Linked DNA regions of Zea mays: region 2 is linked to region 1. A link is a contact called in public Hi-C data. All regions are on one chromosome and are shown on one strand. The core of a region is the stretch at or near the end of the contact, and the rest is flanking DNA. Distances in the headings are between cores, read along the strand shown. Region 1 has its middle 84 kb from the start of LOC100304398. Region 2 overlaps LOC100273882.

Region 1 (7,170 bases), core at 1,234-3,733:
CATGGTAGCCTATAAATACTTTGAACCATGGTAGCCTATAAATACTTTGATTTACTATCCATTACAGACCTACCATGAAGAGAGTTGTGCTAGCAGAAAAAAAGCAGGAAGGTGGATGCAACATAAATGAAGGCCCTGGCAATCTGCCCACTTCTTCTCATTGTATATACTTCAGCATCAAAAGTAGACATTGTGCTCAAGCAACCAAGGAAGTCGGTTGTATTCCACTACGAATAGTTGTCGATCGCTTTGTATCTACCTGTAAGAAAAATTAAATAAATCAGGTGTAAATGCTGATGTATGGAAGAGTCAATATACCAACCGCAAACAATGAATCTGTATGAAAAAATGTTCGCTCATACCACTTTGGATGTTATAGCAAGAACTGCCATTATGCTTGCAGCAAGAACATTGGCTACCAGGGTCCTAGTGGGCAACCATTTCAAGGATCTCTATTTGCCAATTCCATGGCCATTGAGTGTTGCCAGGTACCAGCATAACCAAACACCTGGAGGTGCTACCGAACAGCCCAGCAAGACTATGCATCTTTACTACAGTCAACACAATGCTCAGAATCCAAAAGAAAGACACCAAAATTATCATCACTGACAACATGAGTTAGTACATATAAAATCCACACTGGTTTCTCTTAAATTCCTTGACTCAAACTTGTTAAAAACGATTATGCATACCATATTTAGATGGAAGATCAGGGTAAATTAGGGTTTGGTCTGAGGTGAGTGCCAAGCAGTCTAGGCCAAACAACTTTTGGAGTCCATACCTTGTGAATACCTGATTAGTTATTAAAAACTTAAGTGCTCCTAAGGAACTGGAATAATGTAAGATAATTAATCACCCTCTAATAGCAACCTTGCCAGATCCTTCAATGATCTAAACAAGTAAACATCCGCACGTCAATACTTGTGTTGGCAGACATCTAAGCTGGAGCAATATGTGCTCAAAAACATAAATGTAATATTTCTCTAAATTTGAACAGTACAGGACCTCCATTAGTAAAAGCATGAAACTGACAAGTGTTGCCACATTTACATCAATAAGGAAATAATTATGGACCACAGTCATTCAGATGATAGAATATTGGATGATTTTTGTGGACAAATTGAAGAGATGCCCTTAAATGCTGACAACCCTGAAGAAGTTTCTGATATATCTGACAGTAGAGACGATAATTCAGATGTGCTTCATGTTGATATTGAAGACCGTGAATCTAGCCCTGTTAATTGGGAGATAGATGCTTCAGAAACTCAAACTACTATTCCTGGAAGTAGTGAGGTGCAAAATGACCATGCAGGAAAGAGGACCTCTACTGTGGATGATAGCTCATCGTCTTGTTCATCTGACTCAGTGCCTTCAGTTACTATGAATGGATCATATAAAGGAGGTGCCTGGACAAGCGTCAGATCCTCATCCAATAAGTATATCTTTGTGAGCTCCTTTATCTTTCTATAGGTTGGTATTGATCATGCTGTACTGTGATTCAAGGGAAACAACAGGAGGAATAAGGATACTGAAGCACGGGCAGGATTTGCACAAGGTGGATCATGTTCATCGCATAATGGTTTTATAGGCTCTGGCAGCAATGCCTCTGGCCACTCAAAGGAAAGACACGAACCATCGAGTTCCCCGCCGAGGAGGACGAAGACGAGGACGCCGACCGGTTAGCACGCTCTCAGGCGCCGGGGGCGGATGGGGTAATTGCCTGGCAGCGGGTTGTCGTGCTGAAGCCCGACCCGCCGAACCCTAACCCTAGCGCTGATGGGGAGGGGATCGGAAGGCGGCGTCCGGGCAGGATGCCGCCGTCGCCGCGGCGCTTGCGACGACCTCGTCTTTCCAGGCGGCGTACCTCCACCTGCAGGCCGCCCACACGACGTTCCTGCCGGATGCGGACGCCGCCGCTGTGTCGCACCTCCGGAGGCTGTCGGAGCTCAAGCGGATCGCGAGGAGCGGGCCAGTGGGCCCGCCCGTGCCGGACGGTGGTTGGGCCCTCACGGCGCACCTCGAGGTCCAAGTGCGCGAGAACCAGGCACTGCTGCGGGTCGTTCGACGCCGTGGTGAACCGCCTACAGGCCGCGCTCGACGTCAAGGCCGCCGCGCTGTGGCTGGACCTCGAGGCGCTCGACGACGCCAACGCGCGGCTCGTGGGCTGCCTCGACCGCACGCTCGCGCCTCCATCGGACGGCTCCGCAATCCGAATCACGCACGCAACCTCGGCGGCTCCGCGCCGTGAATCCGCGCCGAATCAGAGGCCTAAATGGTGGATCCCGCTGAAGAAGGATCCGTTGTGGTGCGGCACCCGATGTGGCCGTGCGGTTCGCGGCAGAGCGGTCGCAGCGGGCTTTGCGGGCGTGCGGAGCGGTCAAGGCGGGCATGCGAGCGCTTCGCGGCGGGCGTGCAGAGCGGTCAAGGCGGGCATGCGAGCGCTTCGCGGCGGGCATGCGGAGCGGTCGCGGCGGGGTAGGGAGGCGGGGGCAGTCTACAATAAGCTCTTAATAGTTAGTAGAGATAAATAAAAATGGACGCCACGTATACGGCCGGCCAGCGCGAAGAAGTCACGGAGCCGTGACTGACAACTGGGACGGCATTTTGTGCCATGCATGTGCGTGCGTGTTCCAACCAAAGCGATCCTCTTCGCTCCATTGTTAAGGGAGCGACAGGAGGCGACCCCCACACCGATTTTTTTGCATTTTGGTCCTTCATCGGAAAAAATTCACGTTTAGATCCTAGAAAATTTTAATGTCATTTTTGGACCCTTTACTCGGCGCCGTAGCCTGTGGCGCCGAGGTACGTGCTGCGTTGGCACAAACGGACGTCGTGGCGCCGACGTGGTACCGAGCTCGGCGCCATAGATCTTGGCGCCGAGCTCTGTTCTGTACAGAAAACTTGTCTAGCTCAGTTGGTAAAATACAAGGCTTTTAAACTTGTGGTCGTGGGTTCGAGCCCCGCAATGGGTGTTTTTAATACTTTTTGTTTTTGTCACTTATTTATTTTTTTTGTTGTCCATATTTTTCGTTTATTTCGCTGATTTGTCCGTACTGATTTATTTCTCATCCAGTTTTATTTTTGTGACTGATTTGTTTATTCGTCCAGATTTTTTTATCCGGTGAGCACAGCGTGGGGCTCGAACCCACGACCATAAGTATAAGAGCCTTGTATTTTACCAACTGAGCTAGACAAGTTTTTTGTACAGAACGGAGCTCGGCGCCAAGATCTATGGCGCCGAGCTCGGTACCACGTCGGCGCCACGATGTCCGTTTGTGCCAACGCAGCACGTACCTCGGCGCCATAGCTTATGGCGCCGAGCTGTGTTACCTCGGCGCCATAGGCTACGGCGCCGAGTAAAGGGTCCAAAAATGACATTAAAATTTTCTAGGGTCCAAACGTGAATTTTTTTCGAATGAAGGATCAAAATGCAAAAAATTCGGACCCCCACATGGGTAGATGCATATGACCTACCAGGTTTTGGCGCAGGTGAATGAGTGCACACACATACACATACACAACACGACGTTTGGAGACCGCGAGATAAGTAAGTACAGTACAGAGCAGCCGGCCGGCCTGATGGCATGATGAGGCTGCTGTCCGTTCTGCATGCAAACCGTAGGATGTATAGCTAGGCTAGCCTTGGAGCGCCAGTCGATAAATATAATACATATATTATTTTTTTTCAACTGAACGTGCCCGATTCAGCGGAGGCCTGATGGATCCAAGCGCACGGCATTTGTTTTTATCCTGTGGATTCGGATTCTGGTACATGTACACTGGCGGAGAGCGGAGACCATATGATATACACGCCCTAGACGCATAGGCTAGGTAGGCATCCGTGGCCACTCGAGCCATGTGGCCGCCCTTGTAGTGTTTGGTTGAAGAGCTAAGTAGAACGGAGCCGTTCCATCCCTGATTCTAGGAACGGAGCCGCTCTGTTCTGTGTTTGGTAATCTGGAACGGAGCAGTTCTGTTTTTTGTTTGGTTGTAGAGTGAACGGAACGGAGCGTGACTGTGAGAGCGGGATTGGAACGGAGCGGCTCCGTCCCATTGATTTTTTGGAGCGGAATGGTTCCGGATCTGAGGAGAATATTCCCTAATTGGAGTCATTCCGTTCTAGTTACTTTGTAACCAAACAACAACAAAACTTGGACAGAACGGTTCCGTTCTACTTGGCTCTTCAACCAAACGCTACCTAAGTTCCTTGCTCTCCTAGCTCACTGGACCGGCCTGTCTGTCTGTAATCGAGGCCGGCGGCCAGCCAGCCAGAGCCAAGTGTGCAGTGCAGGGAGGCAGGCAGCTGTGGCTTGCCTCTGCCTCTGCCGCTGCCGCTGGCTTCCCCCGATCCCTCGGCCCGCACGGTGTTGTTGTGTTTCCGGCAGAAATCCCCGATCCATCCTTGGCCCGCTTCGACTACCGTTCCCCGTATAGGCATAGGCGTATACGCATGTGATCCTCCACCGGCCCCCCCGTCTCGGCGCGCGCGCGTTCCGCATGCATGCTCCAGTGTGCCAGGTTGGTTGGCGCGGCTGGTCGTGGTCGATTTCCGGGGTCCAAGTGGATCATGGATGGGCAGGGCGAGCCTAGCCGGTGGTTCGGAGGCCGTGGATGACTAGAGGAACCGAACCACGCGGGTGCCAAATGCAAGCAAGCAATGGCATGGTGGCGTGGTCCCCCAGCCCGGCTTCCCTGCGTTCGTTCCTGTGGCTGTCCTCCTGTCAGTCACATGCGGATGTGATACGCTCTCGATCGATCCGGTAGGAAACTCAGCGGCCGCATTGGATCTCACATGCCGAGGACAGCAGGCCACAGGATCGATCGATCGCCAGCCGCCCAGCCCTACACATCTACAGCACAGCCAGCAGCGCAGCATAGTACACTTGGATCATCAGGAGGCAGCTCTTGTTCGTGACAAGCCAAGCCCAAGGCGAAGCCATGCATATATGCTCGGCGGCTTCCGTCGGCCCGCTCACTGCTGGCGATATGCACAGTGTTATGTCGCCTCCGGTGAGATCGATGAGCCAAACGGAGGCCCCGCTCCCCCCGGCCTGCACTGCACTGCACTGCACCACCGCTGGCTAAATAGTTTTATGTCCCATGCTGCAGGCTGCATGCGTGCGTGATGCCACTCTCTGCCAGGTAACATGTACAGTTGCGTACGTGACGACCGTACCGTGTACGCGTACGTACGGCGCATGCTGTGCACCTAGCTAGCTAGCTAGCGCAGTGAGTACGTACGACGACGCGTGACGCTGCTCCACACCACACGCTGGACCGACCGAGTGTTTCCTTCATTCTACTACGAGCTACGTACGTACGTACGACCGACGTGCCTGAGCTAGCTTCGCGGATTTGTTAGTGTGACCGTGACTGGTCACGAGTCACGACGAGCGTTAATTAAGCGTGCTGTTTTGAGCCTCGCCAAAATAGCCCAGGAGGGGACGAGCATGGAGGCCGCAAGTGTTGCTGGCCTTTTACAGACATGGGCCTTACCAGGCCTTGAAGTTTTTTTTAATCTTTGAGCCTGCAAACACGCCAGAAACTCCTGATGTCTCGATCCAGACTGGGATTTTGGTTTCTGCTACGTGCTATAAAAAAAGCGAGCTGTTAAATTAGAGACCTCTAAATTTTTTAGGTATCCAGAGGAAGCGCCGTGTACAGAGAGGTGCAACTGCTGGTTTGCTGGTCGCGAATTAGAGTTAACCCTAAGCATGCTCCGCTCCTCATTATATAGGTGTTCTTGTGGGCTTCTGACTCCAAGGCCTATCAGCAACACTAACACCCAGTCTAATTTTGGATCCAATCCGAGTTAGGCTTCTTCCCGTTAAGTGTGTGACCATATATGTTCACGTACACATAGACATAGTCCGAGTACTCGTACTTGACCCATTAATTGACAACGTCCTCTAGCAAGACGTGTCAACTCCTATACGCACGTAAATATTATATCAGACGAACAATTACAACATTATGTACATATTGTTCCCTTTGTCTCACGATATTTGTTTTGGCTCTAAGCTGACCTCTCTTTCTCGATACTATGAATTAAAATCCTTTCAAGGTTAACACTCAACCCTAGTATGGCCATGCATTTCTTGTTCCAATCACTCTATGGGCCCAAATATATCTCTCTCAAGAAGAGGGGGACAAATTTCATCTTGACTGACCATGCCTCACAACATGGTTCCTGACAAATCCAAGACTACCTTTATAATTACCCAGTTACAGAGTAGCGTTTGACAATCCCTAAGTAGGCCAGTTCACATCTTGAGAATATGAGACAATCTCAGGTCTAAGTGCACAATGTACATGTTGCAAAAAGAGAACTATATTACAATTTCTCACGTTGGGTCGGTCCAGCGTCATGTCATACATGCGCCCACATTATTAGTTTGACATCTAAATGTCTATGACTTATGAAATATAGTCATCAACTAATACATATGCTAGTCATCGACTCTGACCAAGGACACCATTTATAATAACCATAGAATTAAGCAATATATATATCATGAATACAAAGAAATATGTTCCATCTCTATGATTATCTCTAGGGCATATTTATAACAAGAAGGTGGCTAGGATGTTCTATAGGCATTGATTAATAGAGGCAGGCAATTTAAAAACGAAGGCGGTTGTCTTAGAAAAAACCCGCCTCTATTAATCTATATTAACATAGGCGGGTTTTCTTAATATGTGTCCGGCTCAGTGTATTGTTTAAAGGAGGCGGGCCACTTAACACAACCGCCTCTATTTACACAAGTGGTCGCCTTATATCGTCCGCCTCCTCCGTTACCCTTCAGCGTTTAACGCAGGCGGACTACAGATACGTCTGCCTCTGAAATTGTTTTACCACGGTCTTGCGAAATGAAAATCGATCAGCTTGCCGCCACCAGGTACTAAAATCGCGTGCTCTGATCCGCGCGCGTAATGAGATGCATGCCGCCATCGCCATCGCCATCGTATGTACGTGGAACGACAGGACGAGCTAGATTCCTTGGCCATCCAGGGTCGCCATCGCTGTGGGCTGCCACCCGCGTTTGCTTGCTCGCGTGAGCCAAGATGCGCGACTGTGTGTGATGGTCGACGTAGTACACCTTAGCTCAGACATGCATGGGTTGCGTCCGGCGATCGATCGGTCTGATGCAGCCGCGGCCAATCAGTTGC
Region 2 (7,170 bases), core at 1,560-4,059, 150 kb before region 1:
GCTTGCTACCTTATATTACTTGGAGAACAGTTCTCATGTCATAATCTATATTTTCATTTTTTAAAAAAACATTGGTGAAAAATATCTTGCAATGTTAATTAGTAACATATACCTCAAATATGTTTCAGTCCCAGTGCAGAAGTTATTTCTTACAGTTGTGGACATAACATCAATGTTATCTATTGCCTACAGAGTGCTGCTATATCTATTGCCAATGTTGAGGAGGCTTATAAGTGTGAATGTCAAAGCAAAGGAGTCATTGAGGAGGCCATCCAGTTTTGTTCATTTGACGAGCTTCTTGATGGTACAGATGCCACCGAAGATGTTGATGAAAATAGGCTACTCCCAGCAATGAACAAACTGTGGCCTTACTTGGTTATCTGTCTAAGGAACAAGATCTCAGTGGTACGTTTTTTCACATCTGGTTATTTTCCATTGTGTAAGCTCTGTTTGTTTTTTAGTACCCCCTACATCGTGTTGATTCATCAGTGTTATTTTTTTTCATTCTCTTTTTTTTCATTCTCCCTTGCACGAAGTCACGGTTCTTGGGTTTTGATCTGTCATACAGCTGTTTGACTAGGACCAGACATGTGGTTTAGGGGTCTAGCTCACCTTTTCTTTTTTTAGTTTTTATATGGGCACTCAATATGGTTTTGAACATTATTCAGGTGGATCATCTGAATTTGATACAATGCATGATGTTGCCTACTTCAGCTTTTAGTTCAACTCCTTGGTTCTTCATATCTTCCTTAATATTTCTCTATGTTTCAGTTGTATTCTAGTCATTGAACATGTAGTTTGCAATGGAAGGAAACCCAATTTATATGCTTGAGCTTGGGTCAGGAATTATAGTGGTCAGTTTGGATATCTATGGATTTTTGACATCTCCCTCCGTTTTTATTTAGATATCATATTTGCTTTAGTGCACAGACAAGGATGAGATTAACGCTGAGTTAATCCTTGTTTTTTCTGCTCCGTGCAATTGATGCTGCATCATACTCAGTACTCACGCTCGCATGCTCACCTGCATGCAGATTTAATTTTTCGTGGAAGGAACAGAGGGAGTATTAGTCAATAAACAACAAATTTATACACATTTATATTTTCTTGGCTCCTGGACTAGAGTTTTCATGTTGCATTTAGTTTATGGGGTACCTGCTTTTTCTCTAACTTTAACCTGATTGTATGCTACCTTCCTGAGGTGTAAGATATTCACTTACCATACTGTTGTTTTGCAGCCGGTTGTTAGGAAGTGCACCGAAATGTTGAGGCGAGCAATTTGCATATCTGGCGGCGATTTTTATGTACGCAGGTTTCATAAGGATGGACCTATTGTTTGGAGGTTGCTGGCTTTATCTCCATTCCGACGTCTGTCAAAGATGGATGAAAAAGCAATCATTTTACCATATAGGGATACCTCACTTAACTCAGAGGAACCTATGGCTGAGATCTCCAGCCAAAAGATTCAGATTGCAGTCCTGGACATGATCGCTGCAATATCTTCGAACAAGAGAAGTGCTGTTGCACTAGAAAGCGTACTAAAGAAGGTCTGTGGCCTTGTGGTAGGCATTGCCTACAGTAGTTTGACAGGTTTGCAGGAAGCTGCTATAAGGGCATTGGCAGGCCTTGCCTGCATGGATGCTGATCTTGTCTGGCTTCTCCTTGCGGATGTGTACTACTCACTAAACCAAAGGGAATCTTTACTTCCCAACCAAGATCTAGCCCTGGTATCAGATCTTTTGCCCCCTCCAGTGTCTTCGAGAGAATACCTCTTTGTACAGTATGGAGGTGAGGGTGTCAGGTGTGATGTAGATCCCTCATCTGTTCATTATGTGTTCAGAAGGATGCAGGGTGTGTGATCTTGTGTGACCTGAAAATCAGGTAGAATCCACAACTTTCCATCTATATCGACAGGTTTCTCTTTCACATTTCATTACTTAAGAATTCTACTTTTTTTTTCAGGTTCCTGATACTGTGTATTTGTAATCTTGCTGAGTTTCTTTGGTCATGCTAGCACCCTATGTCACACATTGAACATAATATCACCTGCTACAGAGAATGGTAAACTTTTTCATACGTGTTCTCGCACTGAAAATCATCAAGGTTGGTCACATGTCTGAAGAATGATTATGACAAGTCTTTACCACTTTGATCATAATTATATTAAGGTAGAAGTAGTGTGCTTTCTTCATTCTGCATATCCACTGTTAACCTTATAGATATCTGTACATTGCCATTGTACCATATGTTTTGGTGAATCTCGTCTAAAGTACCCTTGAAATCTTTCCAGCAAACATCAGGACTCATGATGACAATGAAGGATGTGATGGGTTTGTATCTGTTAGCCATATAAGGTTGCACGTTAAGCATGCCCCTGACTTGCCGGACGAGCAGCAAGACTTCGGGACCTAGATTGGCTAAGGCACTAAGAATAGAATAGCTTATCTACCGATATGTAAAGTCTTATTTCCACCTTTCGAATTCTTTTCCTCGGTAGCTAAGCTTATTTAGTTGCCTAATGGTCGATGTAATCTTTTTATTGTGTGATTCATTCCACTTTCATGGTATTTCCGCTCTTGTTACCTCCCTCTACCGCTTCTTCATCTACATCTAACCTCATGCCTGGCGACCTCTAATAAGTAACTGTTGATCCGGCCACATAATTGGAATGCCTTCGCGTGAGGTTGCCGGCCTTTGTGTCAGTCACTCAACATGCTCTCAACATGCTGAGGAAGGTCGTTGTTGTGCCGTAGCCGAGCGACGCAACAAGTGGCTGTTCAGAACACGGACAAGGTGATGTTGAACGTGTAGAAACAACGGCAGCGTGATGCGGAACGTCTGAAACAACGACAGCGTGATGCCGAATGCGTGGATGTAGAGCGCCTTCAAGTTTGTAAGGAAAATGGACTCCGGGCAGTTTGGCTAATTGAGTTTTGATGTTTAATGAATAACACAATCTATGAACTAATAAGTTTTTTAGTGTTTGTGTTTGTAGTTCACAGGATGCAATATTTACTTGCACTAAGGAATTGAGGAAAGCAACACCTCAAAAGAAGACATAAAATGATGCACAGAAGTTCAAGACTCAAGAACAAAAGAAGCCCGAAAAAATCAACGAAGAAACCTTGAAGAGGGCTGTCAGCCAGCGTCTGGTGGCGCATCGGACAGTGAACAGTACCTGTCCGGTGCGCACCGGACTGTTTGGTGGGACAACCGGACAGTCTGCGCAGAGAGGCCACAGACAGGTGCTCTCGGGCTGTAGCACCGGACTGTCCGGTATGCACCGGACAGACGACAACGGTCGGATCCAACGGTCGACTGCTACAGGCGTCAATGGTCGGCTGACGTGGCGTGCACCGGACACTGCACAGTGGCTGTCCGGTGGTGCACCGGACTGTACGGTGCACCCGACGACAGAAAGCTGCTGCTTTCTGTCCAACGGCTAGTTTGGTGATTGGAGGCTATAAATACCACCCCAACCGACCATTCTCAGGTGTGGGAGCCCAAGCAACATACCAAGGCATATAATGCACATTTCCAAGAGCTCAAACACCCAAGTGCTTAATAGAATCACTCGGTGATTAGCGTAGGTGCTTTGCGAAGTGCTTAGGTTAGATAGACCGCTTTAGCGCTTGCTCTAGGTGAACCCTAGTTAGTTGAGTGAGTTTAGACAAACCACACAACCCCTTGACTCTTGCGTGAGCCGTTGTAATTGTACCGAGTGGGGCGAGAGTCTTGCGAGACCGTGACAACCGCGTTTGTGTCACGGCCGCCACCGTGTACCGGAGGGAACGAGGCCCGCGGCGTTTTGGCTAGAAGCTCGATAGTGGAGACGGCGGGGAGCGTCCGAGAGGAGCCGGAAGCGGAGCACCACTTGCGAGTGGAGAAGGCCCGCGGCTCTCTACGGAGTTACTCGACCGTGGTGCTTGGCCCTCGCGTGGGCTTCCCTTTGCGTATGGGCACCAACGAGGATTAGTCGGGACCTTGCGTGGTTCTGGATACCTCGGTAAAAATACTGGCGTCATCCACGAGAGTTTGCTTCTCTACTTTGCTCTTTAAGTTTCCGCATTTATATTAAGCATCTAAGTTTCAATCTTGTATTCATACTTATATAGTGTAGATTGAAACTTAGCCATTGTGGTAGAGATAGCAACACTTAGACAAAACCTCTTTGCACTCTCTAGTTTGATTACTTGCATAGGTTTTGCTCTAGGGATTTATTTGTGGCCTAGTTTAGTGAAAGTTTTAGAAGTCCTAATTCACCCCTCTTAGGCGTCACCCGTTTCCTACAAGTGGTATCAGAGCCCGGTTTGGCTCATTTGAAACGCTTTAACTTCACCGCTAAAAGAGTCGACGCTTTTTAGAGGAAGGGGTGGATACCCATAGGCCAACACACTTCGACAGCACTAACTTCCCATATTATAGTGCTAGAATGGCTTGTTACCTAGAGGCCGTTGATCTAGGTGTTTGGAGAGTCACTCGTGACGAGATGAAACCCCTCAAGGATCCCGAGAAACCCACCACGAGTGAGGAAAAAGAAATCCATTTAAATGCTAGAGCCAAAAATTGCTTGTATGAATCTCTTAGCATTGATATTTTTAATCAAGTATTTACCTTGAAAACTGTTAATGAGATTTGGCTAAAATTGCATGAGCTCCATGACGGCACATGTAATGTCCGTGAGCAAAAACATTGCCTAGTCTTAAATGAGTATAATTCTTTTGCTATGAAAGATGATGAGCTTGTTAGAGACATGTATTCTCGTTTGAATTTAATTATCAATGAGCTCAATTCTATTGGCATTAATAAGCTAGGTGATGCGGACATTGTGAGGAAGATTATCTCCCTGCTACCGCAACAAAGATATGGAAGCATCATCACTATCCTTCATAACATGGAGGACTTGAGCAACATGACCCCGACCATTGTGATTGGGAAAATTGTGGCCTTTGGGATGTCGCGAAAAATGAGTCAGGGAGAGGAGCCAACTTCCTCAAGACCATATGCTTTTGCATGTGAAGAAAGGAAAGGGAAAAAAGGCTCCCACTCCAAGTTCCTCAAGCGAAGAAGAGGAAGAAGAAGAAAGTGATGATGATGAAGATAATCAACCATACACATCATCCTCCGAGGACGAAGAAACAATCCGACGCGTCGGAAAGGTAATGAGGATGATCCGCAAGATTAATCTAATGGGTGTGCCCCTGCAGGTCGAGGATCTTCTCTTTAACATTGATAGGAAAAAGCAAAGGAAGAGAGGATGCTTCGCATGTGGGGAGAAGGGCCACCTCAGGGACAACTGTCCAAATATGGCCAAACCCAAAAAGGAGAGGAGCAAAGGCAAGGCGCTAACAAGTGTTAGAACTTGGGATGACTCTTCAAGTGAAGATGAACCTCCAAGGACGCGCAGCCACCGGTCCTCATCACGCTCATCACAGTCATCACACAAATGCCTTATGGCAAGAGGTAACAAAAGCATTCCATCCTCTAGTGATGAAAGTAGCAGTGATGAAGAAGGTGAGGGAAAGCCCTCCGTAGATGAGCTTGCGGAAGCCGCAAATTTTTTCCAAGATGTTTGCACTAAGCAAAAAGCTCAACTTAAAACTTTGAAAAATAAGTTGGTTAGCTCTCAAAATGATTACAAAGGTTTGCTAGAAAAATTTGAAACTTTTGCAAACTTAAATAGTGAGCTATCAACTAAAATTGAGCTATTAGAATCTAGTGCTCCATCCACTGCTACCGATGATAGCCTTATTAAAAAGAATGAAAAACTTAAGGCTAAGTTAGCTAGCTCCCAAGAAGCTATTGAAAATTTGCTAGAGAAAATGGAAATTCTTATCACACATAATAATGAGCTAACTACTAAGCTAGAAAATATTGGTAGCACCCCAGCAGCATCTTTAGTTGAAATATCTGAAATAATTAAGAAAGATGCTTCTACTTCCTGCTTTGATTTAATTGATGATTCTAACCCCTGCAACCAAGTCATTGTTGAGAATATTGTTGTAGAGACATGTTTGGATGAGGTTGCAAAGGAAAATGAACAATTAAAGCAAGAAGTGGCTCGCCTTGGCAAGGCTTTGTATGACAAGAAAGGCAAAGCCAAACAAATCCGATCTCCATAGGATAACACCACTGCAAGAGTGAACAAGCCTATGGAGGGAGAAACTGTGATTTGTAGGCTATGCCACATGGAAGGCCACAAGTCTTTCCAATGCAAGGCGATGACCGAGGATAAACAAAGGCAAAAGCTCAAGCAAGAGTCATCAAGCAAAATCTCCAACACCTACATCAAAAAAGTGGACAAAAAGACTGCTACACCATATTTGATCAAGAAAAAGAATAGAAAGGTGATAGCAATCAAGGCCAACAAGCAAGCCAACAAAGGAAAAGGGGCCAAACGCATCTGGGTGCCAAAGGAAATAATTTCAACCATGAAAAGCACCAAGAAGGTTTGGATCCCGAAAGAGAAGTGAGTGGATCGAAGGTCTTCGAGAAATTTGGAGACTTGGCAAATTTGGGATGTATATCATGGGATACATCAAATTGGATCAAGTTTATTGCCAAGCGGGTTAGTGAAAATTTTGGACCCAAATTTCCCACCCATGACTAAGGTAACTAGTTTTATTGTATCTCTTGTTTTTAGATATGCGTATCTATTTACTTTGTATCTAGTTTACCTTTCTTGCCTAGTATTACATTTGTTATTTACTTTTGTTTAAAAATTATGCATACTAGGTACATCACATGGTAGGATTGCTTGCTTTCAATTCATATACTTAAGCAAACCTACATGGTTTAAAATGTTTAGTTAAGCACGGCACATAGCTTCTATATCACTCCATAGTAAATGATGCATCAATTGAAAATTTTGATTTCTACAAGCTGTATCATTTAACTTATATGTGCCAAAGTTCGGATTATGGATAATTTGCCCCTCTTGATATCAAATCAAAGTGCATGTCTCCTACAAGTATTCAAAACTTGTATGCACACCTTCAGGGGGAGGTTATTCTATAATCTAATACTTTGAGACTAACACCTTTTCAAGTCTATTTCATGTGATAGTCTCATTGTAAGGAAAATAAGGTCCCCGGAGAAAGACAACAATCTTCCACTGCAAAATCTCCAAGAACTCTCATGTCTCTCAAGCTCGCCATTGACCCTCAATTG

What was found. Hi-C and Micro-C count contacts between places; a contact is called where the count stands out from the background.
Region 2: a Hi-C map of ear shows a contact between it and region 1, with 4 times the contacts expected there. The contact joins two enhancer-like sites. A contact is called at or near these places in 10 of 25 Hi-C or Micro-C datasets (bundle sheath, ear, endosperm and 3 more).

What each region holds. Positions count from the first base shown.
Region 1 is chr5:45,161,749-45,168,918 of Zm-B73-REFERENCE-NAM-5.0, reverse strand. No RefSeq gene overlaps it. Among protein-coding and RNA genes, the nearest start is that of LOC100304398, 84 kb to the left of the region's middle. Within about 2 kb of position 2,483, at least 16 of the 20 cell types and tissues checked have an H3K27ac peak or open chromatin away from gene starts, as enhancers often do. A contact at or near this core is called in ear and root tip, where this site is marked.
Region 2 is chr5:45,310,105-45,317,274 of Zm-B73-REFERENCE-NAM-5.0, reverse strand. It overlaps LOC100273882, which reads left to right. Exons shown (of 18, transcript NM_001362448.1): 16 at 193-405; 17 at 1,239-1,881; 18 at 1,963-2,167. The coding sequence ends at 1,859. Among protein-coding and RNA genes, the nearest start is that of LOC100273882, 22 kb to the left of the region's middle. Within about 2 kb of position 2,809, at least 3 of the 20 cell types and tissues checked have an H3K27ac peak or open chromatin away from gene starts, as enhancers often do. A contact at or near this core is called in ear and root tip, where this site is marked.